Regions from separate parts of the Mus musculus genome. Here regions 2, 3, 4, 5, 6 and 7 are each linked to region 1. Evidence: chromatin contacts called from public Hi-C, HiCAR-type and promoter capture Hi-C data. All regions are on one chromosome and are shown on one strand. Each heading gives the region's core, a stretch centred on a gene start, on an enhancer-like site or on the middle of the called end of the contact. The rest is flanking DNA. Distances are from core to core; before and after follow the strand shown.

Region 1 (3,507 bases), core at 503-3,002:
AATGTGGTCTACAAAGTGAGTTCCTGGATGGCCAGAGCTGTTACACAGAGAAACTGTCTTGAAAACAAAACAAAACAAAACAAAACAAACTGAACTTCATTTGATGAATTGCTACTTTGTCATCAATGGCAATGTTCTTTGTCCCCCAATCTGCCTCAACTTTAAAATCAATCTAATTCTTCTTTTGACTATTGTGAGGATGGTCACTTTGTTTTGTTTGTCTTTTGTTACAAGGTTTCTTCGTGTAGAGACTGCTGGTTCTGTAGACCAGGCTGGCCTTGAACTCTTAGAAATCTGGTATTAAAGGCATGTGCCACCACTGCCCGCCTGAGGATGGTCACTTTTAATCAGCTAGAGTATTTATCAACGTATTTTCTGTAGTTAACATCTGGTTGAGACTGACTTATTTCAAATCTAATCTGTCTATACTGTAGGCGTTTAGATCATTTACAAAGCGTCTAATATGTTTAGTGGTCCTAATAGGATTATCATTAACCTTGACACTAGTTTTCTCTCATGTTCTGGAAAAATATGTGTAAATATAAATAATAAATAAATGTGGTTTTGAAAGCTCATGTTGAAAGACTCCGAGAGGAGCCCCTTGCTCAGGCCTCAGGACAATAGCGGACACCCAAGAACTCACAAGAGACCAAGCTTGATGCAAACCACATGAGGCTTTATTCGGGGAAAGCCAGAGCTCTGGGGACGACTCATATCCCACGCAGGGGTAGAGGAGTCGACCCCAAGGGGAAAGAGGTCCCAGTTTTTATAGGCCCTCAGGGGGGGAAGGAGAAGGGGGAAGTAGGGGATTTCCAGATCTAAACAATGTTTATTCTCAAGAAATGGGTATGGGAGGGGTCCAAGGGAAGAGTCTGGTGCAGGTGTAGGAACTCTAGATTGGCCGGGCTGTTGTTGCTGGGGAGATTTTCTGACTCTTTTTCAGCAACCAATATCACAAACACCTGGCAATGGGCTTCATCAGTGGGCACACACATGGGTTCAAGGAACGGTCAAAACATTGGCAGACACACGGGTTCAAGGAGTGGCCAGAGCATTGTGCACCTCTATTTTTCTAAATCAGTGAAGCTAGTTCTGCTAACAGTGACATCTATCTTGCCAATTTCAGGGCTTGTGTGACCTTTTACATTCTGTCAGGATCTTTCAATGTCATGTTACACTAAGTACGTTTTCCCTACATAAACAAGGCATACGTCGGTGGTTGTTTACATACGTCGGTGGTTGTTTAGATACTTCCACATGCTAGTCATTCACCTTTCAAAATGGGCGCAGTTCTGTTGATATTTATCCAACTAGTCCTCACTCACGTTTTCCTATCTAGATAACAGGGACACTGACTCTCTGAACATCTGGCTGTCTGAAATCGCTGATATAAACTACCACGTTTAAAACCAACCAATTCTTTAGTTCAGTGTCTTCCAATCTACCATAGTCCCTACTAGAGCACAGCAGGTGGAATCCCTCTTGGTGCAAAGTGTAACCACGCCAGTTATATCCGGATTTGATCACGCTTCCTATTCTGTCCGGGGGTGGGGTGGGGGGTCTGGGAGACAGAACACGACGTCTCCCACAAACCACTGGCATAGCTCTCAGATGGCCTGGCCTAAGTTGTGTGCAGTGATCTCTCTGAACTACAGACCGCTAGGCTTCATCGAGTTGAGCACTCGGCACTACATTTCCCAGGGGCTACCGCGGCGGAAGTAAAGCAACTTCCGGTGCCCTGGCGGCGCTATAGCGGACGGTCGGGTCTTTCTGGTCTGAGTAGGGAATTGCTTTGTGTCTTCGGTCTCTGCAGAGTAAGGCCGGGAGTCCGGGTGTGGGTGTGGACGGTGGGGTGGATGGATGTTGATGCGTGTGTGAGTGTTTAGGGACGGTGCTGTGTGTGCGCGCGCGCGTCTCTGCGTACGCACCTTGAGCTATTTGCATTATCACCGTGCTTGTCGCTTTCTCTCGCGGCCACCAGCAGAGGACCAAGCTTCACTGAGGAGAGGTGAGGGGCGGAGTCTGAAGGGAAGCTTTCCCTGTGGTTCAGATTGAGCTTTGTGACGAGCATTTGAGGCCGAAAGTGCCTCCGAGGGTGGCCTACTGGCCTTTTCTCAGAGCTCTAGCCGTGTGAGTGTCGAGGGAAGAGAGGGGAAATGCTCACTGGGGATGCTCTCAAATGTAATCTAGGCTTACTCAGATGTAATCTAGGCTTACTCAGGCTCCCTGCGCAGGCCATTATTCAAAAGGAGGGCTGGAGGAGCGTGAGATCGTTGTTGCTACCCACCGAAGGCTCAAGGGCGAGTTTGCGCTTTCTCTCTGTGCGAGAAATGAGGGTTTTATGTTTAGAATATGGAATTGTCAGTAAATGAAGAAGGAACGTGTAAATTGATACCGCCATCATTGTGTCCCTTACATTGTCCCTCCCCTTTCCAGTTAGTATTCACATTATCGTTTCAATGACCCTTGACATCTTCTGTCTACAATCACTCCCCCCACCTCACCGACCATGTTATAGATAGGAACCGACAGAGGTTAACAAAAGGGCTTTCAAACTCCGATGTGCTAAATCGATTTCTATTTGGATGGTGTCACACGTCAGATGGCCTTAGATCTTCTTACAGGTCTTCATTTCAAAGCAGCGGAAGAGTGGAGGTTTTTGTTTTCTAGTAGATTTTGAGATTGGGAAAGTGGTAGGCTCTCTCCCCCTCCCCTCCCCTCCCCTCCATCTGGGTTGGAGTCTTGGTTCTGTCCCCTCAGGCTCTCCAGGCCTGTCAGGAACCTTAGGATGCCTGTGGTGAAGCCTGTTAGTGCAGTGCCGCCATATCCTAAGGGCCTGGTGTGCTTTAGTTGTTGCTCTGTGAGGCCATCTTGGGTTCATTCCACTCAGTGTTCTGCAGGACAAGGGAGTGTGAGAAACAATGCGATTGCTGGTGGATGTTTAAGAAAGCCACTCAAACAGAAAAGCTAGGCTTTGTGGGGTACAACGAGGCAGAAAGAAGCAGGAAGGGCAATGTGAATTCTGTAGCAGCTTGATCCCCATAACACGTTTCAGGCCAGCTGGCCTACACAGTGAGAACCTATTTCAAAAACAAGGAAGGTGAATATACCATAGAGCAGAGTGTTTTTCCAAATGTTGCGACGAACTGTTTGTATTGTGTAAATCTGTACCGTATTTATGTCCTTTGGGATGACTTAATCTAACTCACATTTTTGGAGTGAGTACACTTAATGTCCACCCTCTCTGTCTTTTCAAAACCATCCATCGAAGTCCATGTTTCATGACACATCTCTGAGCTTCTGTCCGGTAGCTGGAATTCTGTAGCCCTTGATCATCATCCTCCCATCTCTCTCCCTTATGGATCTGCGTCTCCCACTCTTGACGCCTCCGCCACTCAAACCCCACCAACCAGCATCTTGCTGTTCCTAGGAGAAAACAGCTTCAGATTCTACATGACTGAGACCATGGGTATCTGTCATTGTTTAAAGATGAAGTATTTGTCTTCA
Region 2 (3,507 bases), core at 523-3,022, 2.8 Mb before region 1:
GTGTTCTTTGATGCACCTTGCGAGAATTTGGTTTGTGGGGGCTGGAGAAGGTGACTCAGGAGTTAAAAGCACGTATTCTTCCAGAGGGCCCGCATTACACATTTTTTAAGGCTAGGGCATAGCAACACACTCTTTAAACCCTAGTACATATATATTAATTTCCTCCACCCCCGCCCCACGCTCTCCTATGCCTGAAAAGTGTGTATGTCCTAGTGACCACTACCTGCAGAAGCCAAGTTCTGACCTGCTTCAGTCTATTTCTTTGCCACAGCCTATCTTTGTTTGGTCCTTAAGCTTGCTGGGCTATGAAAGACTTATTTTAAGTCTCCTCGGAAACTTTTGGATTCCCCTCATTGGGTCTTCCCTGACACCTTTCTTTCCAGTGGTCCTGGTGACAGTCTGGGGCCACCGGACTTACAGATCTCAGCCTTCCCCTCTGAGAATCATCAGGGCCAAGACTTGGGAAGGAACACGGATCTAGGCCTGCATGAGGTCGCCACCTGGTGTGCAGTGTGGGTATCTGCAGCTGATGCGTTCCGTGGGGGGGGGGGGGGGGGGTTGAGTGGAATTGGATTAAGTCATTTACAAGAGACAGAGGTGCCAGGGCTTTGGGGTCTCTCTGGGTTTGGGAAGCTGAGACTGGAGGGGAGCACCTGGTGGGTCTAAGCCCTTAAAGACCAAGTTAAGTGACTCTAGTGGACAGCTCGGTGGGGGCCGTCTTGGGTCCCAACTATTCGGAAGTTTGCATTCCGTGAGACCACGATCAGAAAGGCCCGAGGAGCCATTTGGGCAGGAGATTTCTTACCAAAGAGTACAAGCTTAGACTGCAACGTGCGCAGATAGAGAATGTAACAGGCGCCAAAGAAGACAGCCAGAGCCACCAGCAGCATGGGAGATGTCACCCTGGAAGAGTGTGGGAGACAGGAGTTAGGTATCCGAGGCTGCGTCAGCCAGGCCCCTCTAGCTTTGGACACAGACTGAGGTTACGTCCTTCTAGGCCAGCGAAGGCCACATCCTGGTCAGGTGAATGCAGGAGTACAGACTGACCGGGTCCTGTAGTGACAAAGTGGGCTAACTGGTCTGGGCGGGGCCTGGCAGCCGGGGGCGGGGTCTGACTATCGAGGGCGGGGCCGCAGAGGCACTCACACGCAGTACAGGATGAGGCCGAGAAACACGAACACGTAGTTGCTTTGATAATACTCCACGTTGCGTACCAGGCGCTGGCAAAGCTCTCCCACATTGCGGGGTCGCGAGAAACGTTGCTGGTCCACGAAGGTGCCCCAGGGCCGGATGGTCGCCCGGCGCCGCTCCAGCCACTCTCGGCCTGCGCCGGATGGAATCAGCTTGGGCAGCAGGGTCCTAATGGGCAGGGCAGAGCAGAGCAGCTGAAGGGAGGGAGAGGGTAGAATCTGGACCCCAGATTCTAGCACACCTGGTCCCAAGCATGACCTTGAACCCCTAGGAGGAAGGGTCCTGAGAGGGAGCCAACAGGACTGAGTCCCTCCCAGGACCTCTGAGGAGATGAGGGACTCCTGCATCTCGGATCTGGGGGTAACACCCTGCTTGCTCACGTGGCGCTCAGCCCTTCCCCTTCGGCATCCTTCTGCTGGTCCTTCTGGGCCGCCATGTCTGCACTGCAGTGGATAGAACCGCTGTAAATAGCCCGGAGCCCAGCAGCACCTAGGCGGCCCCACCCCAGCCGGGACTCTTTGGAAGTGGCGTCGTTGGGAGCTCTAGAGGGCGGTAGTTGTTCCTCCAAGCATTGTGGGTGTTGTAGTCATCGTGGCGTCAAGAGGCAGGTTTGCCTCGCAAGACATCTTGGGAGATGTATGCTAAGAGCTCGTCGGGAGCCTCTAGGCATTGTGGGAATTGTAGTTTCAGGAGGCTCAGCGTGGACTACAGCAGGTGGACTGTCAGGACAGAGGATTTTGTGGGAGTTCGAATGGCAGAAACGTACTTCCGTGGACCGTGCAGAGCTGTCGTTCTGGCTCGAGAGAGCTTAATAAAACATTGTTCGAAAACTCAGATATTCTGATTCTAACTGGGCAAGTCTGGGAAAGAGTTCATTTACTTTTTCTTTCCTAAAAGTATTTACTTTGAAAGTGAGACAGGAGAGATGGCTTACTTGTTTCTCTTTCAAAGGATCATAGCTTGGTTCCCAGCATCCACACCCAGTGCTTCACAACTGCCCGAAACTCCAGCTCTAGCCAATCAGACATACTCATGTGCACATACCCACACTCAGATACACATGATTTAAAAATAAATGTTTGCATTTTAAAAGAAAAGATTTACTTTTATATGTTTATGCGTGTGTGCCACCAGAAGAGGGTTTTAGAGCTCCTGGAACTGGAGTTACAGGCAATTATGAGCTGTCTAGAAATCATGGGTGCTGGGAACGGAACTCCTCCGGGTTGGGATTTCAGTATGGGCCACTCAGCAGGAAATTGTGTCTGGGTTTCCCACTTGGGGTCCAGCATTGCTTCAGATCAGTGGAGGACTGCAAATGTACAGTTAGCCTAAAGACTAAAGAGGGACACCACAAGGCCAGAGTACTGGAAAAGACAGAGAACCTTGGAAACCAGTTTGGCGGCAAAAGTCAGCTGGGTTTGACTGCTATGGGAACCAATTCAGTTTCTTTAAGAGGACTAAGCAAATTCTTTCTATTTCATGACCCTCAAGTCTCTGCTGCCCTGGTGGGAGTCGGGGCTTCGGGAGAAGGCAGTGGAGAAGGCAGTGGGATCCAGAGGCAACACTGTTGCAGAAAGTGGCAAACTAATTCAAAGAATGTAAGAAATTTGAATACTGGGATTTTTAGGATAGGTGTCTGGAAGCTGGGAAAGGAGTCCTTTGGGACAGTGGAAGCGAGGACCCTGAGGTAGAGATGTGATGAGGCAGGGGGTACTTTCAGGTTCCTGAGGGAGGAGGCTCACGTTAGATGGGTTTTGAGTCAGTAGGTAGTAGGAGACATCCGAGAAGGCTGTGGGAGATGGGACTTGGCTCTGAGCTCTTTCCTGTGCTTCCCAGAGCAAGTGGCACTGGGAAAAAGCCAGAAGATATTAACAGGAACTCGAGACCTTGATCATAATGCCGGCTGCATGACTTCAAGGGGCCTCCCCCACTTCTGTCCTGTGCTGAGTCCCTCTGTCAAAGCGGATGCTCCTTCCTGGTGCTAGGTGATTGAAGCAGAGTATGTGGGTGTCCCAGGAGAGGTCTTGGCCCATGCAACTCCTCCCTCCCAGGATCGTCTTGTCCTGAGATCACCAGAGGTCACAGTACAAAGAGCCCCAAGTGCTCCAACCCTGAATGGCTGATCCTCCCCTCTCTGCCTCCCACCTGGTGGGATTACAGGTGGTCACCGCTAGAAAATGGCCAGCTTTATTATTTTTTCTTTCTCTACCATGGCTCTGTAGGCAAGGATAGTATGATCTTGAACTTCTGATTTTTGTTCCTAGTCCAAGAATTCTGTAGGATCACAGATGTGGCCAGGGGTTGGTGGCACATGTC
Region 3 (3,507 bases), core at 253-2,752, 2.7 Mb before region 1:
TCTTTTTTGGGGGGGGGGTGTCAGACAGGGTTTCTCTGTGTAGCCCTGGCTGTCCTGGAACTCACTCTGTAGACCAGGCTGGCCTTTAACTCAGAAATCCACCTGCTTCTGCCAAGTGCTGGAAAGGTGTGTGCCACCACTGCCCAACAAAAATTAATTTCTATATAGCAGTATTTACTTAGTGTCTCGAAAACCCGGGACAAAGACTAGCATCCCTTTTCAGAGATAAAAACAAAAACAAAAGCCGGGTATGGTGGCGCACACCTTTAATCCCAGCACTCGGGAGGCAGAGGCAGGTGGATTTCTGAGTTCAAGGCCAGCCTGTTTTACAAAGTGAATTCCAGGACAGCCAGAGCTATACAGAGAAACCCTGTCTCGAAGAACTAAAAAAAACCAAAACAACAACAACAACAACAAAAAAAACTAAACCTGAGACAGAGTGGAGTTGTTTTGCCCAAAGTCACAGCTAAGAAGTACCAGGGCCAGGATAAGCAGCCTAGTTAGAACATGTAGGTATACTTGCTAGGGAGTCCAGTAAGAAGACATCCAGCTAGACATCCAAAGGAGGGCACACACATGGTGACAACTGGAGACTCAGACCTACCTGTGGTTCTGTGTTCAAACCCCTCCTAGTTTTTCTGAGCTTCAGTTGGGGAAACGGGGGACAGTTTGACCAACCAGATGCACCTCTGATAACTCCCTTAACCTTGGCTTCAAGAGGGAGCTTCCTGAAAACTGTGGTGTACTTGTGTGGAGTCCAAATATGGATACTGGATCTCTTCAGTCACTCGCTACCATATTACATTCAGGTGTGTGTGTGTATGTTCATGTATGCACACTCTGGTATATGCAGAAGTCAGAGAACAACTTACAAGAGTCAGTTCTCTCCTTTCACCCTGTGGATCCCAGAATCAAAACTCCAGATCAGGCTTAGCATGTGGCTTTACGCGCTGAACCATCTCCCTGGCTGGCCTGGAACTTCATGTTTTCCCAGGAAATTCTTCCCATGCCTAGGGGTCCTTAACTGTAACTGTGTGGAAGGGCAGTCACCTGGAAAGATACCTTTAATGCTCAAAACAGGAGAGGCCGAGTCAGGCGGATCTCTGTGAGGCCAGCCTGTTCACAAAGCCAGACCATGCCTCAAACAAAAACAAGAACAACTGACTCGATCCACTACAAATCCCATAAACTTCCTTCTTCAGGTCTTCCACCCCACACCCTCAGCTTCTTCCAAGGGACCTTACTAACGGGGCTTTTCCTTTCTCCTTCCATTTCTCACTTCCTGTCACGTACCTCTTCCTCTAAACTCCCTCTCCTGACATCTTGTTTCCATTCTACTCTTCCTCGATTTCCCCGTTCATCCTCTTAATAGGAAAAAAAAGTCTTAAGCCTTGTTTTGTTCCTTTTGCCCTGTGTGACTGCTGCTGCTTGGTTTCCTCTCCCATTCACGCCGAGTGGTGTCTCTTTTTTTTTTTTTTTTTTTTTTTGCCACTGGCCCTCAGGGATCCTTGACTGTAACCCGCCGGCCTCCAGGGCTTTGCGTGTCTCTACAGCCTACACTGCCCGAATCCCCTACGCCTAGCTTGTCAGGCGCCCCCAAGATGGCGCCTCCAGCTTCGTCCCGCCTCCCGACGTCATCGCGCCCTCTCCGCTCAGCGCTCCCCTTTCGAGCTATCAAAGGCGGAATCCGAGAAGAGGTGGAAGAGGAAGAACCTCCAGGGAGGATTAAAGAGGCGGGTAGTATCCACCTGGAGGCCGACCAGCGAGGGAACATTGCTAAAGGATTGGCTGGGCGCTGCGCGATCCCACCCCTCCGCTCTATTGGTCGAGGCTTCAGGAAACCTGAGCATCGATTGGTCTAATGACAGGGGCAGACAGCCGATGATTGGGCGAATTGTGCAGTTCTTCGCAGCGGCCCAGGCGGAAGGTGGGAGGAGCGTTGTTGAGGGCGGCCTGGGGTGAGAGCGAGGCTGCGGAGCAGGCGAGACGACGGGCGCTAGAGAGGACGCGGCGCTAGAGTGGCGGTGCAAAGGGACCTGAAGCCCGTAGCCCGGCCTGGGGCCGGCGAGACGGCCGAGGCGGGTGAGTCCCCGCCGGAGCGCAGAGGTCCGGCCCCACCCGGCGGCTTGCCTGCGTCATTCGGCCTGCACGATGAAGGCCTGAAGGATCGCGTCCCGGGTGCGGAGAGCGGAGCGGCCGTTGGGCGCGCGGGCCGGGCGGGGGCTGTGCCGGGACGGCGGGTGGGATGGGGGACTGGAGTTGAGTGCGGGGCTGAGTGAGGAGGGGCAGGGCTCGGGCTGCAGGCCGGGGGCCGACCTTGGCGGGAAGGGGAGGTCCCAGAGCTGCCTCGCCGGAGGGCTCTCTGGTTGCATGGGGTATCGGGGCCACGGGTGGGTGCGCTGGGATGGGGATCAGAATCGAAAGGGGACGGTTAGAGGACTCATGGATGCCGGGGTGGGGAGCTGGCCCGAGAAAGGAGGTAATTAACGCAGGGAGGAAAATCGATTTCTGCCTGGAAAGAGCTGAGGCAGAGAAGAGGTTTTTGAGGTATCTTTAGAGCGAAGGGAGGGATCAGGTGTGGAAAACGGAGTAATGCTGACAAGGAAGACCGATAAACGCATGAAAGTGGGGCTTGGAAAGTATTGACAGAGGTCTTTATTTATTCTTACGGGTTTCAATAGGTTGAGCTAGAGGGGAGGGATTGTTTTGTTTTAGATACAGGTAAGTAGGCCAAAGGGAATATTCGAGCAATCTTGGGTGTAGTTGGAGAGACAGAGATGTGTGCTACAGAGAGCAGTCTAGGAATTTTGGGGATGTACCATATTGATAACTCTGGGGGATTTGGGTATCCCCATAGTTGTTTGCTGGTGAGAAGGTTTAAGTATGAAGAGGACCTCTTTTTGCAGGGTTTGAGTACAGATGGAGTTTCTAAGTGACAGACATTGGAAACCCTGAGTGAGATAGGTGAAAGGTTAAGCAATTGTGAAGGATGGGCCAGCTATTCCTGGCCAAGATTACAAAAAAGGAGAAATTCAGTCAGTATGAAATAGGGATCTGAAAATCCCTGGAGTGCGTTAGGATGAATTTGGGTCTTTTCTCAGAGGGGAAAAAAAAGGTTTAGGTTATACTCAGTAGCGGGGTTCTCAGCTGAGTTCATTAAGGTTGGCCTGGACCCTTATGCAAAAAAGGGTAGTGTTGGTTGGGGAGGAGGCACATAGGCATTCCTCGATGAGTTAGAGTTAAGTCAGTGTGAATAGCTGACAGTGTGCTGGGGCAGTAGCACAGCACACTTGGTCTTGGTGGAGAGAAAGGGTGATTGAAAACTCTAGGGGTGTGTCAGAAAGGTGAGACGCATCTGGCTGTGACGGATTAGACTTTGGTGGAGATGGACCTTCCGGGTAAAGGGTAATCCTGTGGTGGGCCTTTTTCCCTTTTGGTTTCTCCATGTAGCCCAGCCTGTCCCAGAACTAACTATGTAGATCAGCCTGGCTGTGAATTCCTAGCAAT
Region 4 (3,507 bases), core at 608-3,107, 2.6 Mb after region 1:
GCCTGCCAGAGGATCATGGGAATCTCCTGATGTTATGGGCTCACACCAGCTCCAGTCACCCCAAGAGCTGTGGCTAGGCAGTATGGTTCGAGGACAGTACAGAACCCAGACAGCAGTCACCAGGAGACAGTGCCTCAGCAGCCTAGGTTTGGTGGCCAGATTGCTTTGACTAGAGAGGCGATGGGCAGTAGACATCATATCCTGACCTCAGGGAGCGGGTGGCTTCGGCTGGGCAAGGCTATTTAACTTGAAATCCTAGATGCCGGCGGTGTTTGTTTGTGCACAGGGGTGCGGGGCAGTCTGGGTGTCTTGTGAAGTTCCAGGGGACTTTGCTATCACCACTATCATTCTCCATTCACATGCCTCCACACCTGTCGTAGGCTGGTACTGGGTGTGCATCTCCATTCTAGCCCCGTGTACTGGGCCTGGATCCACCTCAACAGCCTCAGCCTCTTTTGGCCTCTATCTGCTGGCTGCCTTGTACTTGGCTTGCCAAAGGTCACTTCTTCCTACAGACAAATCAGCTCTATGGGATGGATCCTGGGATTGGAGACCCGGGCCTCCCCCTCTTCCCCTACTTTCTACAACCTTCCTTCCCTCTCTTCTGGACCAGCTGCTAGTAGTTCACACTGTCCTCTTCGGGGTAGGAAAGGAGGAGCCTGCTGCTGTCATTGATGTCAGCTCAGGTCTAGCCTGGTCTAAGACAGCCTTCTGCCAGAACTGTTGCAGTGTCTTCCTCCTCAGTTTCCCCGTGCTTCCCCTTGGCCCTCCACACACACAAAATCTGCCATGGGAGCTTCCTTGAGATCCGGGAAGATCCTCATAGCCCGGGATCCTCCAGTGGCCAGGAGTGACGGTGCACGCCTGTGATCCTTGGGCTCAGGAGGCCCAGGCAGAAGGGTCATGAGTGAGGTCAGGAAACCTGAGCTAGACAATGAATCCAAACTGGGGCTAATGTTGTGAGAACCCCAACTCAAAGAAAACAAGACAGAAGGAACCTTCAGTGGTTTCTCATGTCAGTTAGAATGGAATCCTCCCTCCTCTGGTGAATTTACAGGGCTTTTACATCGCCCGCTTCCTGCCTGATATTATGACAATTCCCTTCCCTCACTCCATCTCACCTCTGGCTTCCCTCCCTCTCCCTTTTTCTCACAATGCATACCTTATCATATGCCGTTCCATGTCCACTGAACACTGTTCCCACTGCTTGCTAATTACCTCCAGCCTCGGCTTGGGACTTAACTCCTCAGCTGGAGTCAAATCCACCTCTGCTGCCTACACATCCCTATTTAACATTTGTGCGTGTCACAAATGCTGCCAGGGCAGGGCAGGGCAGGGCAGGGCAGGGCAGGGCAGGGCAGGGCAGGGCAGGGCAGGGCAGGGCAGGGCAGGGCAGGGCAGGACTTGTACCCGAATCTGCCCCATGACCTAGCACACAGTTCAAATTTTAACAACAGGTTTATGAACGGTGCACTCTGGCTCCCCCTTAAGGTGGGAGTGGGTATTTCCTAGGTGGCACTGAGCCAGCCTTCCCACTTGCTAACTCCCATGGCCCAAGGCTTATGCTGTGATTTGTTGATAGCCTCACATGATCTTAGCTACTCGAGAGTAACAAAATGACAAAGGACCTCGGGATGCTGCAGGACTGGGGAGCTGAGTGCCTCATCTCCATGGTTAATGGTGGGCATTTTGAAGGTCTCAAGTTCCACCATGAAAAATAGGTTCTGTCATCTCACCAGAACATTCTTTGTACCAAACCGAGAGAATTCCAGTTTACTCTTAGCCTGTCTTCACCCTGATCCTAACATCATCTTACCTCAGGTGACTGACAGGCCCTTCCCCGTCCCCCCCCCCTGCTCCGCCCCCCCCCTGCTGCCATCAGAGAAGCTACTTGCATGGGGGGGGTGCTATTCTTGCTGTTGACCCCATTCCTGCACCTCTAATGAGGCCTGGCCTTTTCCATGCCCAGTGTCTGATCCTATAAACTTCCAGGACACTTGTGTGAGGGGGCCCCGGGCAGTGACACAGTGGGGACCAGCTCAGGAAAGACATGAGGCCAAGTGCTCTGACTCACGCTGAACCAGGGCTCAGTCCCTGTCCACACTCATATCTGCTAGATTGGTTCAATGTGGCACTGACTCTCCACCCCCCAACCCCCCACTGTAACCTTTCCCCTAGCAAACACACCAGTCTCTTGGGACATTTTTCACCTTCACCTCCATGTGCAGCTGCCAAAAGCTTTCCGTTTCTACCTTAAAGACTGAAACCCCAGTAGATGGTTCAATCTTGCGACTGCTCCCAGATTCTTTTGGGTTTTTTTTGGGGGGGGGATGGGTCTCATGCTGAAGTGTCAGCTTTTGAACTACTGGTCTCCTGCCTCTGTCTCCTGAGGTGTGAGGATGATAGGGGTGGGATACTCTGTCTGCTAAGCCCTGCTTTCTATCCTTGGCTCCAACGTCTCCATCTCCCCTCCCCACTCGCCCTCCCCTGGTCCCTCATCTGCAGAGTCCCACCCTGACCACAGAGCATCTCTGCTGTGCCCCTGCTCCCTCGTCCTCAGCCAGGGCAGCCTGGAGGACTTTCCCCTGGCCAGAGCCCAGAGCATCACTCTAGATAAGCCCCTCCCTCATGGTCTCTGAGCACTGTGATCCATCTGCTCACTTTCCTGAATGGCTGTGTCATCCACTCTTCTCTTCCAATGTTTCCCTGGTTGAAGTTGGTCCTGACCCACCCTCACCCCTACATTGGCTTCCCACGGATTCCTTGCCTCTGGTTCACCTCCCTCAAGAAGCACTAGAAACCCACCCACAACCTCCCCCACTCGGCCCCCAGGCATGAAATCCTCCGTGGCTAGCCATCATGAGCACCTCACTCAGATGCTGGCCCCTCCCACCTCACCAGTACCGCAGCAACCCAATGCCTGGTAATACCCAGCCTTTGTTCATGTTATGCCCTCCACCTGGAGCCTTCCCTTCTGCTCTTTGCCCAATGCTCTCCTTCAGATATGCTACTTAGATTACATCCCTCCTCTTCCAGGAAGCCTTCCCTGAACTATACTTCAGGTTCCTCTTCGGTGGTGGGGGGGGCACACAACCCCCTGGGCATCCCTCAACTCTGTATTCTGGAGTATGGCTATCTCAAGACATGTTTCCCACTGGACTGAGGGCAAGGCAGCTTGGGTCAGAGTCCCCAGCACAAGCCACAGCACAGCTCGGTCCCTAGAACGTCCAGTGCTTATATGGATGACTATAGATGACTATCCTCAACTCCTCTGCAGAGACCCCAAGCTGAATGACAGGAAGTGCCTTCCTCAGGGGATGTTCCTCAACCCCCGCCCCCATACCCTCCGCAGCACCCCTCAGTCCCCACAGACAGACAAGGGCAAAGGAACAGCCCGAGCTTAGAAAAATAGGACTTTCTTGTTGTGCCCCGGTGCCCCCGACACCCTCCCCATCAGAGTTTTAAAAACCGTGAGCAATTTGGTGAGTCTGAGGCCAGGTCCCGAGG
Region 5 (3,507 bases), core at 685-3,184, 2.6 Mb after region 1:
CCAATCTGTTTGTACGGTGCCCCAGCTGCCATGATACCCAGGGATACCGATACATACGTCGCCATGGTATTGGATGGCTAAGGCTATGGATGACCTGTGACCCTCCCTCAGACCACTTGAGCTCAACACGGTGTTCCAACAAAGTTTTTTTTAGAAACTACTGTTTACTTATTTTTGTGAACAGATGTATGTAGCCCAGGCTGGCCTCACGTTTGCCATCTTTCTGTCCCATCCTCCCAGTGCCAGCGTTGTAAGCGTGTGCCCCCGTGCCTGGCTCCAATGCATATTCTTGACATCCTCAAGATATCCCACTGTGTCATTCACTCATGTGTGCCCCTGTGTCCTCCTAGACTGTACAGGGCACCTTAATACCAGCGTCCTGAAACTCTAGTCATATGCTCTATCACCTCTAGATTCCCCTTAACCTCACACGGCTCTTTTGGGGACACCCTTATCTCTGACTGCTAGCTCTTAAGTCATGCATTCTTGATACCCCAGTGTTCATAGAGTCTTCCTCCAACTCTCCGAACACCCTGGCCAGATGTTAGCTCCACTCCCTAAAGTTCCGTCTTTTCCATCTCTTCTACCCAGGCAGGCTTGCTGTAATACCATTCCTGAGTAAAGCCTCCCTAACAGCCAGAGTCCCGGGATAGGCCATTCCCTTTAACCTCTGTATTAGAGCCTGACCCCAGCAGTGCACCCCCAGATTAGCTCTGCGTAAGTATCCCTAGGACTGCCCATGTCTGTCCCAGCCCCTCAGATGCCAGCTGAAGCTCCCACAATGTAGTAGCCCTTTATGTCTTAAAATGCAGCATAGGCCCTGTCTCCTCCCAAAGAACTGGACACACACACACACACACACACACACACACACACACACACACGGCGGGCCAATAGTCTTGTCCCCAGAACCTATAGATTACCACTCCTGAGGGCCTGCTGACCCTTGTCCCCTGACCAGCTACGGATGCCCGCTGACTTTTCACACACTCCCAAACTCTGGATATCCATTTACCATTATCAACTGATTCCCGCAGCCCAGGCCTCCTCAACGGCCCATCACCTCGCTGCTGGTGGAACCACGGAGCCTGCTGGTGCTCCGGGGCACAGCTTACACACGCCTGCTCCACGGCATCTCAGCTACCCGTGTGGATGAGCTGGACGCCACCTCGCTGCCACCCAATGCCACCGCTTGCAAGTCAGCGCTGCCCGGAGCCCACCTGGTGCGCGGCACCCGTGTCTCACTGACCATTCGCCGCGTGCCCCGTGTGCTGCGCGCCAGCCTCCTGCTGAGCAAGTGACCACCAGGTTCTAAGACCTTGGAACCCTAGGGCAGAGGTAGCTGTCCAGGGTTATTTATTTCCCCAGTAACTATGGAAACCATGGAGAAGACACCATTCCAAATAAACAGAAAATACCTTTACTCGTTTTGGATTTTTTTTTTTTTAACTAGATGGGAAGAGATACTTCAGTTTCTTTCTCTCTGCCCCCCCCTCCCCCTTCAATACTGGAGATAGAACCTAGGGCTTCTTGGATGCTAGACAAATGCTGTACCACTAAACTACAACCCAGGCAACAATTGCATTATTTTTTAGTTTTGCAATAGGGCTTCCATAAGTTGCCTAGGCTGGCCTTGAACTTGAGACCAGCTTGCCTGAGGTGACAGGCTTTAGCTGCCAGGTGCTGGGACTTTTTTTCAGTATCCTTATACCTGAGACTTTAAATGAATGGGACGGGCCCTGAGACACAGGTGTCCCTGAAGGTGACAGGATCCAAGGTCTTGAGATGGGTGACGTTTTCTCTCAAAGCCCCACGATGGCGAGCGGGTGGTATTGGAAGGTTTAGGTTCTCCTGCTGGGGAGGAAGGAGTTAAATGCCTCCGCACCTCAGCCAGGCATCAGATTTCTCTAGTCCAGGTTCTTCCAGGAAGGGGTGGAGCTAGGCTGGCCCCTGGGCCCCTCAGTAGCCTCGGACTTAGGCTGTGAGTCCTGCTGAGAAAGCATGGGGGTCTGGACTGTCTAAGAAAGCGGCTGCTGTTACTGGACATCCTCACCTGACGATCCCCAAGTGCACGGCCATGGCCCTGGTTCCACCTCTTGGCCGTGAATTCCCGCCAGAGCCTGTGAATTGTCCCCTGGCAGCTCCTAGAGAGCTGGATGTTGTCGGAGGGACCATCTGCCCTGCACCTGAGGAAGAGACAAGCAGGTGGGGACTGGGGCTTGATAGTGGTTCCGAAGGAGGGAGGGAGGGAGGGAGGGGTCTGTGGGAAGGGCCATGTGTGACTGACTGAAGAAGGACATGGAGAAAAGTGGGCATATGGTGAGGTGGAAAAGGAGACACTGTGCCTCACAGGTGGCCCATCAACCTTTCTCCTCTCTAGGCCAGAGCAGGTCCAGGCCTCCTTGGGCCTGCCTGAGCATTGCATGGGTGAACTGAAGAGCACTGAGTCTGCCACCAGCCCCTCAAGACTCCCCCTGGCCTCTTCCCATGAGCATCAAGACGGGGGCAAGCCCTGTGAGGTGAGCTGAGCACACCCTCTGTTCCAGTCCCACTTCCTGTCTGTCCCCCGGAATCTGCCCCTTGCTCAGATGATATGATTCTGGGGGGTGCTGTGGAGGAAGGGACACCGTAAGGACATCTGGTTGCCAATCAGTATTTCACTTATTTTTAATCGTTTTGTGTATTTACTCTGTGTGCCTAAGTGTGAGCAGGGATACAGGCACATCATGCGTGCCGGTGCCAGTGTCTCTCAGTCACTTTCCACTATGTGACAGAGTCTCCCATTGAACCTGGCTAGGGTGGCTGGTGAGTGAGCGCCACGAATCTGCCTCCAGTCACTGACCAGCCGGTGCCACATGCTTGGTTCTTTGAGCACTTGCTTGTACAGCAAACATTTTATCAACTGAGCCATCTCCCCGGTTCCCCCGACCTCCTTATTTGAGATATGCTTTCACTGTGTAGCTCAGGCTGCCCTTGAACTTTCAGTTCTCTTGCCTCAGAGAACTGGAGTTACATTTTATCATCTCCAAGCTGGACATATTTCCACGTTTTACCAAGTAGGAAATGAGAATTTTATTAATAACCCCATTCCTTTTGGGGGTACTCTGCTCCATTATCCTTCCTAGTTTAGACCCATATAAAGACCTTTCTAGAAGGCTCGGGAACCTGGAAATCTTAAATTAGATGTCTTCAGCCTTGGTGTAAAGGGCTGCCAAGTGGGAGCAGCCCAAATGTTGGTTCTCGAATGGGTGTGGCTTCAGAGAAACATCCACAAGGCAGCAGCCTGCTTGGGAGTAGGGGTAGTGTCTTGGCCCATTGGCCCTGATTTTGGTCCCCTGGAATCTCCAGCACTCTGACTCTGGTTTGGAAGTACTAGAAGCTGAACAGGACAGTCTACATCTTTGTCTGTTGAGGTTGAACTTCCGGCTGCAGGACCTGGAACGAGGCCTTGGGTCTTGGACGCTGGCCCACAACAGGATTGTCCAGATGCAGGTAGGCAGTGGGAGG
Region 6 (3,507 bases), core at 539-3,038, 2.6 Mb after region 1:
AGCCTCTGGGACTGGCAACCAGGACACTGGCTCCACCTGCAGGGTCTCTGCTTTAAACCAGGGTCCAGTGTTAAAGAGCCTTCTGTATCTGTGGGGGTGTAGGAGTGGCCTTGCAGTAGAGGGCTTGCCTATAAGAGCCACCCCCCACCCCACCCCGAGTTCCATCCAGCACCCGCCAACCAAAATAGGCCTGTAATCCTGTAATCCTACCAAGAGGAAGGCAGGGGCAGGAGAATGACAGCAAGTTCAAGGCTAGCTTAGGCCATTTGCAACCGTGTCACAAATGAGCAGGCCTGCTAACACCTGTTGTGGGGTGACACAGCCTCAAACCATGCCTGCCTTTGAGTTCATGTCTGCTTGAGAAGAAGGTGAACTAGTTAACTAATAAACCAAATCACTCCGAGCCAATCAAGACTGAAGGAGAGGGGCTGACAGCAGTGTGTCTGTGACACGTGGGTGGAGAGGGAGCCTGTCTGGAGGGCACTTGGGCCAGGGTAAGAGCAACTCTGCAGAGCCCCTACCATCTGGGCCATCACAGTGAGGACGGCTGGATTGCCCTAGAGAACACCTAAGGGGGTGGGTACAATTTTTATAAAGAGCAAAGATGTCACTGAAAAGGTACTTATGGGTAAAATACTAAGAGGGAAGGGAGGGAACCATCCAGGTGTCTGTGGGAAGAGTTCCTAGGCAGAAGAGACTGTGAGGATGTGGTACAGATGTAGTGAAGTGAACTAAGTGGATCCTAAGGGAAGGTGAAGATGGAGAGGTGACAGGCAAGGTCATGTAGGGACATGGTGGGCTATGGTGGACCACACTGGAGAGTGTGTGTGTGAGGAGGAAGAGGAGGAAGAGGAAGAGAAAGAAGAGGAAGAGGAGGTGGAGGAGGAAGCGATTGTAATTGGTTCTTGCTATGTTGCCCAGGTTGGCTCTGGATCCAAGGCCTCCGTCTTCAGCCTCCTAAGTGCCAGGGTTGTAGGCCTGTACCATACCTACTAACACTGGCTATTGCTGGGGTTGGTGTCAGGCAAGCAAATGTGTCTGAGTCCAGCAAGGTCCAGAGGCAGAGCTTGTTATTACGGCACCAGTTCAGCCAGGCTGAGGACAGAGAGAATAGAGGAGGCTGAGGCTGGTCCAGGCAGGGAGAGGCAGGATAAAATTCTGGAACTATCTCGAAGAGGAAATTCCCAGTCTGCCCATTAGAAGGAAGAGGTGGAAGGCCGAAGCCACGGTGATTTGTGGTGTAATAGATAAGGCCAGGCAGGTGTGAGGCTGAGGTGGCCCTGAGCTAGAAGTGATACATATTTTTAGAGATGGCACCCAGAGACCGTTGGTCACCTCTCTACACTACCGCAACCACAAAGCTTGGTTCAAGTACCACCATCCTTGAGCAGGTGGCTAACCTTTCTGTCCTGGGTGATGAGGGTAAGAGTGAAGAGAAAAATGTGGCCCTCCCTTTACGTGGGACGTGGGATGAGCATAGAAGGAGTAGGACTGAAGTTTACAAAGGGCTGACACAGTACCAGACTCACCACTGCTAAACACGACCTGGTTTGCTAAGTGGAGGAAAACACCCGTTCCCACCCATGTCTTTTTAGTCCTTCTGTCTACCTCATCCTGTTCCAACTCTATGTTTGTCACATCCTTCCAGGGGACTATCTCCCATTCCTCTGGAGATCCCGAGTGTCTAGCCCCTTCCCGTGGCCTCCAGCGTCTGCCTCAGCGCTCTGTCTCCCAGCTTCTCCTCCCCCGCGTCTTGTCACTGCGCATGCTCCGCCAGCGCCCCTCCTTCTCCATCCCCATCCCCCGCCAGCGTCTGGGCCTCGTCCCCTTCTCTCTGTCTCCCTCTCGTCCCCCATCTCGTCCCCCGACACTGACACCCCGATACTCCTGAACTCTCTTCAGTCCCAGCCTTGCTCTCCAATCGGCGCCATCTGAGGTAAGATGGGAGGCTGGGGAGAAGGGGAGGGGCGAAGCATCCTGCATCCCTAGATAAACAAACCCCGGGAGGGGGCGGCCGAGACCCAGGGGCCTGGCACCCGAAGAGAAGAATGGGAGGCTGGGCCTGAGAGAAGTGGCAGGCATTGGGGCCCATATCCCTGGGCCTTCTAACGAGTAACGGGGATCCCTTTGGTTGCCCAAATCCAGAGCTGGGGACTAGGGGGCCGCCCGTGGCTCTTGAAGGGGCTTGGACCCCCGCGCTGTGGGGAGCCCTCTCATGCTGACCTATATCTTAAGGGTTTGCCTCCAGGCCACCCCCCCAACTTTGCACAGGCCCCCAAGGGCTACAGAGGACCATGACTAAGACGGATCCTGCCCCAATGGCCCCTCCGCCCCGAGGGGAGGAGGAAGAGGAGGAGGAAGAAGACGAACCAGTTCCAGAAGCCCCCAGCCCCACCCAGGAGCGCCGGCAGAAGCCAGTTGTGCACCCCTCAGCACCTGCTCCGCTCCCCAAAGACTACGGTAACCACTGTCCCCACCCTAGAATCTAGTCTGGAGCTTTAGGTGATGGTGGGTGGCTTGGCTGAGCTGTGTTGATGGTGATGATGGGGGCATGCTGAAGGTGGTCCACTGGAGTCTTAGTTGATGAGCCCTTTAGACTGCTCTCCTTCGTTAATTACACTATCATCTGTTAGAGAATGGGGGTTGGAAAAATTCTAGTCCTCCATTCATGACATATCAATTCAGTCGTTTAGTCATTCAACAAACACTGTCTGGAAGCTACTGCGAGCCTAACTTTATGCTAGGAACTGGAGCTACAGCACAGAGCAAGATTTTCCTAAGACTTTGCCAAGAGAACTCCCCAATCGCAGTCCCACAAATGAGGCTAAATATGAGATTACAGGAGACAATGAGATTGATTTTATCAAGCACAGAATGCTGCAAGAGCTTTTAAAGACAGGGTTCCCCTTAAGAGGTAGCATGTGGGGAAAACCCAGGTCGGAGCAGGGAGGAGGAGGCTGCAGGAGAATTAAACACAGGAGTCAAGGGTCTGGGGTGGAGGGGTGTGAGGGAGGAGCTGAGAGGAACTGGGGAAACGAAGTGTCTTCATTCGTGGAGGACGGAGGATTCAGGCATCAGCCTTGCTCTCAGAGAGACCCAACAAGTGAAGGGACATACTACCTTCACTGTGCACAGTGGAGTGTGTGCTGTCAAAGTATCAAAAGGCGAGACATCCAGCAGAAGACGCGGGTAGTTGCTGGCTCTTTCTGATTAGGTGCATTGCAGACTGAGGCCAGAAGCACCAGGAGGAAGCAGCTGTAAGCAGCTTGGACCAATAGCTCCAGTTGGAGAAGAGTGTGTGCAAAGGCCCGGGGGCAGGAATGCAGAAGAGTGTGTGCAAAGGCCTGGGGCAGGAATGCAGAAGAGTGTGTGCAAAGGCTGGGGCAGAAATGCAGAAGAGTGTGTGCAAAGGCCCGGGGGCAGGAATGCAGAAGAGTGTGTGCAAAGGCCTGGGGCAGGAATGCAGAAGAGTGTGTGCAAAGGCTGGGGCAGAAATGCAGAAGAGTG
Region 7 (3,507 bases), core at 313-2,812, 2.5 Mb before region 1:
ATTACGCCTGCGTCACCTCGCTCCTCCTCTTTCGCCCAACTCGCGCAGGTGCGACCGCCACGCCCCTACAGCGCAAGCGCAGAATCAGACCTCAAGCTCCACCCCTTCCAGGACTCCAGATCCGCCCCTAACCCAAGCGTCCGGACTCTCCCTTGCTGCGCTTGCGCAAGAGCAAAACCTCGCTGTGTCTTGCTCTTGATGGTGGTTTCAGGCTCGGTGTGTGTCCCCTGAATCCTATGACACGACCTGGTGGAATTACTCATCCCACAGACTACCTCTTCCTCCTGATCACGTCCTAGACACCCACATGACCAGTGCCAACAGCTGTCAGCGCAAAGTAAACCAGTCACGAGGGTCCCGACTCCCTGGAGCGCTCAAGGCTCATAATCAGGACTTGTAATACAGTATGCCCCATTCTGGTGGCAACCAGAAACCTACAACTCAACTCTGCTGTCTCAGATCCTACATGGAAATTCTTGCTCATACAGCTCCCCAGCCCCAATTTATAAATTCTCCAGTCGCAAGCAGCAGAATGATACCTCTTCCCAAATCTCAATAGACCTTGCCACCCCCTGTGTGCAGCACATTCCGAAGACGTCCATCAGCACCTCCTATCATAGACACCACACCCACGGTTAGAACAGCCTTTGTACAATCGCTTCTGAGCCCTCTTGAGTCTTGGAGCCACCCAGATGCCCCTCCTAACCTGCACCTATGAGAGCAATCCTGTCACAGAAGTGGAGGCTAGGGTGTCTTCATGTCCCCTACACGAGGCCTTGAGCGTGACGGTCGCTCCTCCTCCCCCACTTAGGTGACTCAAGGTCAGGGCCAGCACGTGCCTAAGACAGGTCTCTTCTAGGACTGGTTTCCACCCCCGGAATTGTCTCCCTAAGGGGCGGGAGGCTCTGGCTCAATGCTGGCTGTTTGTTTCCCTTTTCTGGGCCTTAGCTTTTCCACCTGTGAAACGGATGGCAGTGGAGTCCACGGTATGGGCTCTCTGTGTGAATATCATTGAATCAGACAAAGAATGGGAGGAAGGGGAAAGCTATTTATAAACGGTAAAGCTTCTATGATGGGTGGGCTATAGTGAGTACTACGGTGTATCAGGCCCCGAGCCGAACATTTTTATGTGTATGACAAAATTCAATGCCTTCAACAACCTTTCAGGAGATGCGATTCCAGTCCACTTTGCACGTAAGCAAAAACTGAGGCGGCGCAGGAAAAGTACAAGTGTGTCTGGCTTTTTAGTTACGCTGTCAGAAACGCTCAGTCTCTTCTGCTACGAGATAACACCTGTCAAAGTCTCGCACCGCCACGTTCATTTGTGCGACCTCGCTCTATAAGGATGCACACTTTTCTCCGCTGAATTTTCAAACAGCAGGAAAGGAGCGGCCCCGGAGAACTGCGCAGGCGCCTCTCCTGGTCCCGGACACCGCCTCCAGGGCACTGGTGTCTGCGTGGAGAAACTCGCGGAGCCCCGCCTGACTCCCAACACGCAGGCGCGAGGGCGCGTGCCCTGCGCTACCAGCTCTGATTGGCTGCCTCTCCTGAGAGCACCGCCCAATGGGAGGCGTGGATAGTGAAGGGTCCTACACTACTGGAGTGGAGGGTCTGTGTCAAGAGCGGCAGGGGCTGCTTGGAGGTAAGAGAGATGGGTGAGGGCGCCGCAGGGCGGGCGGGGAAGAGAGCGCTGGGTGTAAGGAGAGAGTGGAGGAAGAGGGAAGGGTACGCTCAGGGTCGGAGAGCCTTGGGGCCTGCGCTTGGGGCTGGAGCAGCGCGGGATGATCGACAGCTCCTTCCTGTGTGCCCTAGAGGCGTCGTTGGATCCCCTGCTTGTGCTGGCCTCAGCTTGAGCTCGCTTGCACACCCCACCCCTGCAGGGGGCTCTCACGCTGCAGAGAAGAGGAATCTGGTAGGAGGGAAAAAAGCAGTGTAGCGGGAAAGTTGAACTTTCAGGCCCCTGGTGTAGGTGCTTAGATCTCCTTTCCGTATACAGAGGTATTAGCTGAATTCCACCTACCCCCTGACACGGTGTAGGACTGGGAGGGAAAAGAATGCAGGCGGAAAAGTGTCCATTTCGGGATACCTGTGCTACTTTCTAGAAGGACAGTGTTATTAGGATTGTGTGCAAGTTAAGTGAGTTTTGGAAGGATTGAGTTGGATGAAATTCAGAGAGCACATAGGATTGGGTCCTGTGCACCATGTTTTTCTGTGTATGAGCTCATCCATACTTTGTAAAGTTTGGGCATCCGCTCCTTACCTGCTACAAGCCATGTAGCATGCTCTGATCCAAGCCAGGGGAGTTCTGTCTTGGCAGTGAGGCTGTAACTAAGGCAGAATGCTAACCTCCCCCACCCCCAGCCCATTTGATTGTTTCTAAGAAAATCCTTTATGGACTGGTTCGGACTTAATGAGGAGCCAGGCAGGTGTAGTGGCACCCGCTTTCAATGTCAGCACTGGGGAGGGAGAAGCTGGTAGATTTCTGTGAGTTTGAGGCCAGTCTGCCCTACATAGTGAGTTCCAGATAGGCCAGGGTTACAAGATGAGATGCTTCAAAACAGAGCGCACTTAATGGGGTATTTGGAATTGGTAGATAAGGAAAGTTTGGTTCCTGAGCATTTAGCAAGTCATTTATCTGCAAATGGTTTATTGGTCATCAACTAATAACAGGGCCTTGTACTGGGCTATGTATCATGGAAATGCATAAAATGGGTAGACATGTAGTGTGCACAGAGATGGTTAAGGTCCCAGGACATCGTCTATAGGGAGCCTTAACTCGTCACTGAATGAGTCTGTGTATTTACTGTGTGCTGGGCACCTTTCTTGGCACTGGAAACACCTCGGTGGTGAAGAGGCTAAGATCCCTGCCCTCTGGGAGCAGTACATGAGCAGCCTGTATGCCAGGGCTACCAGCTAAAGTCTCCATGCTCCTGGCATGAGCACAAGTAAAGAGGTAAGGAAAGTGGCCGATGGCACTTGGGAGGCAGAAGAAACAAGGCTGAGAACCAGACGTCCCCGTGTACATACTGAGTGAGGTCAAGGCCAGCCTTTGTACATAGACTGTCTCTACAAAACAGAACCAGCAAGGCAGTGGCGGCGCACAACTCTAACCCCAGCACTTGGGAGGCAGAGGCTGGTGAATCTCTGTGAGTTCAAGGCCAGCCCAGTCTACAGATCTGAGTTCCAGGACAGTCCAGGGCCACACAGAGAAAATCTGTCTCAAACAACAGCAACAACAAAAACGGGCCATCTTGCTGGCCCAGGAGGTAAAGGCGTGTGCCTTGCAGCCCTGATGACCCCAGTTCAATTCTCAGAACCCATATACCATTGGGAGGAAAGAATGGGCTCCGAATGCCATGAAGTTGTCCTCTGTATGCTACATGTATGCCATGACGTGTGTTCATGCATGCAGGCACACAGTAACATAAACAATGACAAAAAATGGTGGCGGTAGGGCTATAAGGTGGCTCAGTGGGTAAAAGCAATTGGCACTGAGCCTGATGACCT

The links. Promoter capture Hi-C pulls out the DNA fragments that hold promoters and counts their contacts. A called contact is a pair of places that touch in the nucleus more often than the background predicts. HiCAR-type assays count read pairs that join an accessible place to other places.
Region 2: a promoter capture Hi-C map of pre-B cells shows a contact between it and region 1, with 4 times the contacts expected there. The contact joins the promoter of Rabac1 here to the promoter of Zfp60 in region 1. A contact is called at or near these places in 5 of 39 promoter capture datasets (cranial neural crest, frontonasal cranial neural crest, liver and 2 more).
Region 3: a Hi-C map of B cells shows a contact between it and region 1, with 8 read pairs. The contact joins the promoter of Zfp574 here to the promoter of Zfp60 in region 1.
Region 4: a contact with region 1 is called in a HiCAR-type map of astrocytes, with 3 times the contacts expected there. The contact joins the promoter of 4930479H17Rik here to the promoter of Zfp60 in region 1. A contact is called at or near these places in 1 of 39 promoter capture datasets (liver), 1 of 115 datasets of contacts at active chromatin or transcription factors (astrocytes) and 2 of 9 other capture datasets (adipose tissue and liver).
Region 5: a promoter capture Hi-C map of hippocampal neurons shows a contact between it and region 1, with 3 times the contacts expected there. The contact joins the promoter of Syne4 here to the promoter of Zfp60 in region 1. A contact is called at or near these places in 2 of 39 promoter capture datasets (cranial neural crest and hippocampal neurons).
Region 6: a promoter capture Hi-C map of liver shows a contact between it and region 1, with 4 times the contacts expected there. The contact joins the promoter of Clip3 here to the promoter of Zfp60 in region 1. A contact is called at or near these places in 2 of 39 promoter capture datasets (hippocampal neurons and liver).
Region 7: a contact with region 1 is called in a promoter capture Hi-C map of liver, with 2.0 times the contacts expected there. The contact joins the promoter of Zfp526 here to the promoter of Zfp60 in region 1. A contact is called at or near these places in 2 of 39 promoter capture datasets (cranial neural crest and liver).

What each region holds. Positions count from the first base shown.
Region 1 is chr7:27,729,657-27,733,163 of GRCm38.p6, forward strand. It overlaps Zfp60 (zinc finger protein 60), which reads left to right and starts at 1,753. Exons shown (of 5, transcript NM_029531.2): 1 at 1,753-1,814.
Region 2 is chr7:24,970,956-24,974,462 of GRCm38.p6, forward strand. It overlaps Rabac1 (Rab acceptor 1 (prenylated)), which reads right to left and starts at 1,773. Exons shown (of 5, transcript NM_010261.2): 1 at 1,572-1,773; 2 at 1,147-1,359; 3 at 806-903. The coding sequence starts at 1,627.
Region 3 is chr7:25,075,305-25,078,811 of GRCm38.p6, forward strand. It overlaps Zfp574 (zinc finger protein 574), which reads left to right and starts at 1,503. Exons shown (of 2, transcript NM_175477.5): 1 at 1,503-2,178. It also overlaps a transcript of Grik5 not described here.
Region 4 is chr7:30,352,089-30,355,595 of GRCm38.p6, forward strand. 4930479H17Rik (a long non-coding RNA gene) reads right to left here and starts at 1,858. Exons shown (of 3, transcript XR_881936.2): 1 at 1,163-1,858. Lrfn3 (leucine rich repeat and fibronectin type III domain containing 3) reads right to left here. Exons shown (of 3, transcript NM_175478.2): 3 at 3,426-3,507.
Region 5 is chr7:30,312,882-30,316,388 of GRCm38.p6, forward strand. It overlaps Syne4 (spectrin repeat containing, nuclear envelope family member 4), which reads left to right and starts at 1,935. Exons shown (of 8, transcript NM_153577.2): 1 at 1,935-2,205; 2 at 2,381-2,519; 3 at 3,349-3,492. The coding sequence starts at 2,078. It overlaps Alkbh6 (alkB homolog 6), which reads left to right. Exons shown (of 7, transcript NM_198027.3): 7 at 1,038-1,422. The coding sequence ends at 1,301.
Region 6 is chr7:30,289,907-30,293,413 of GRCm38.p6, forward strand. It overlaps Clip3 (CAP-GLY domain containing linker protein 3), which reads left to right and starts at 1,789. Exons shown (of 14, transcript NM_001360763.1): 1 at 1,789-1,936; 2 at 2,249-2,460. The coding sequence starts at 2,295. Thap8 (THAP domain containing 8) reads left to right here. Exons shown (of 3, transcript NR_144498.1): 3 at 1-331.
Region 7 is chr7:25,219,863-25,223,369 of GRCm38.p6, forward strand. It overlaps Zfp526 (zinc finger protein 526), which reads left to right and starts at 1,563. Exons shown (of 3, transcript NM_175436.5): 1 at 1,563-1,642. It also overlaps a transcript of Dedd2 not described here.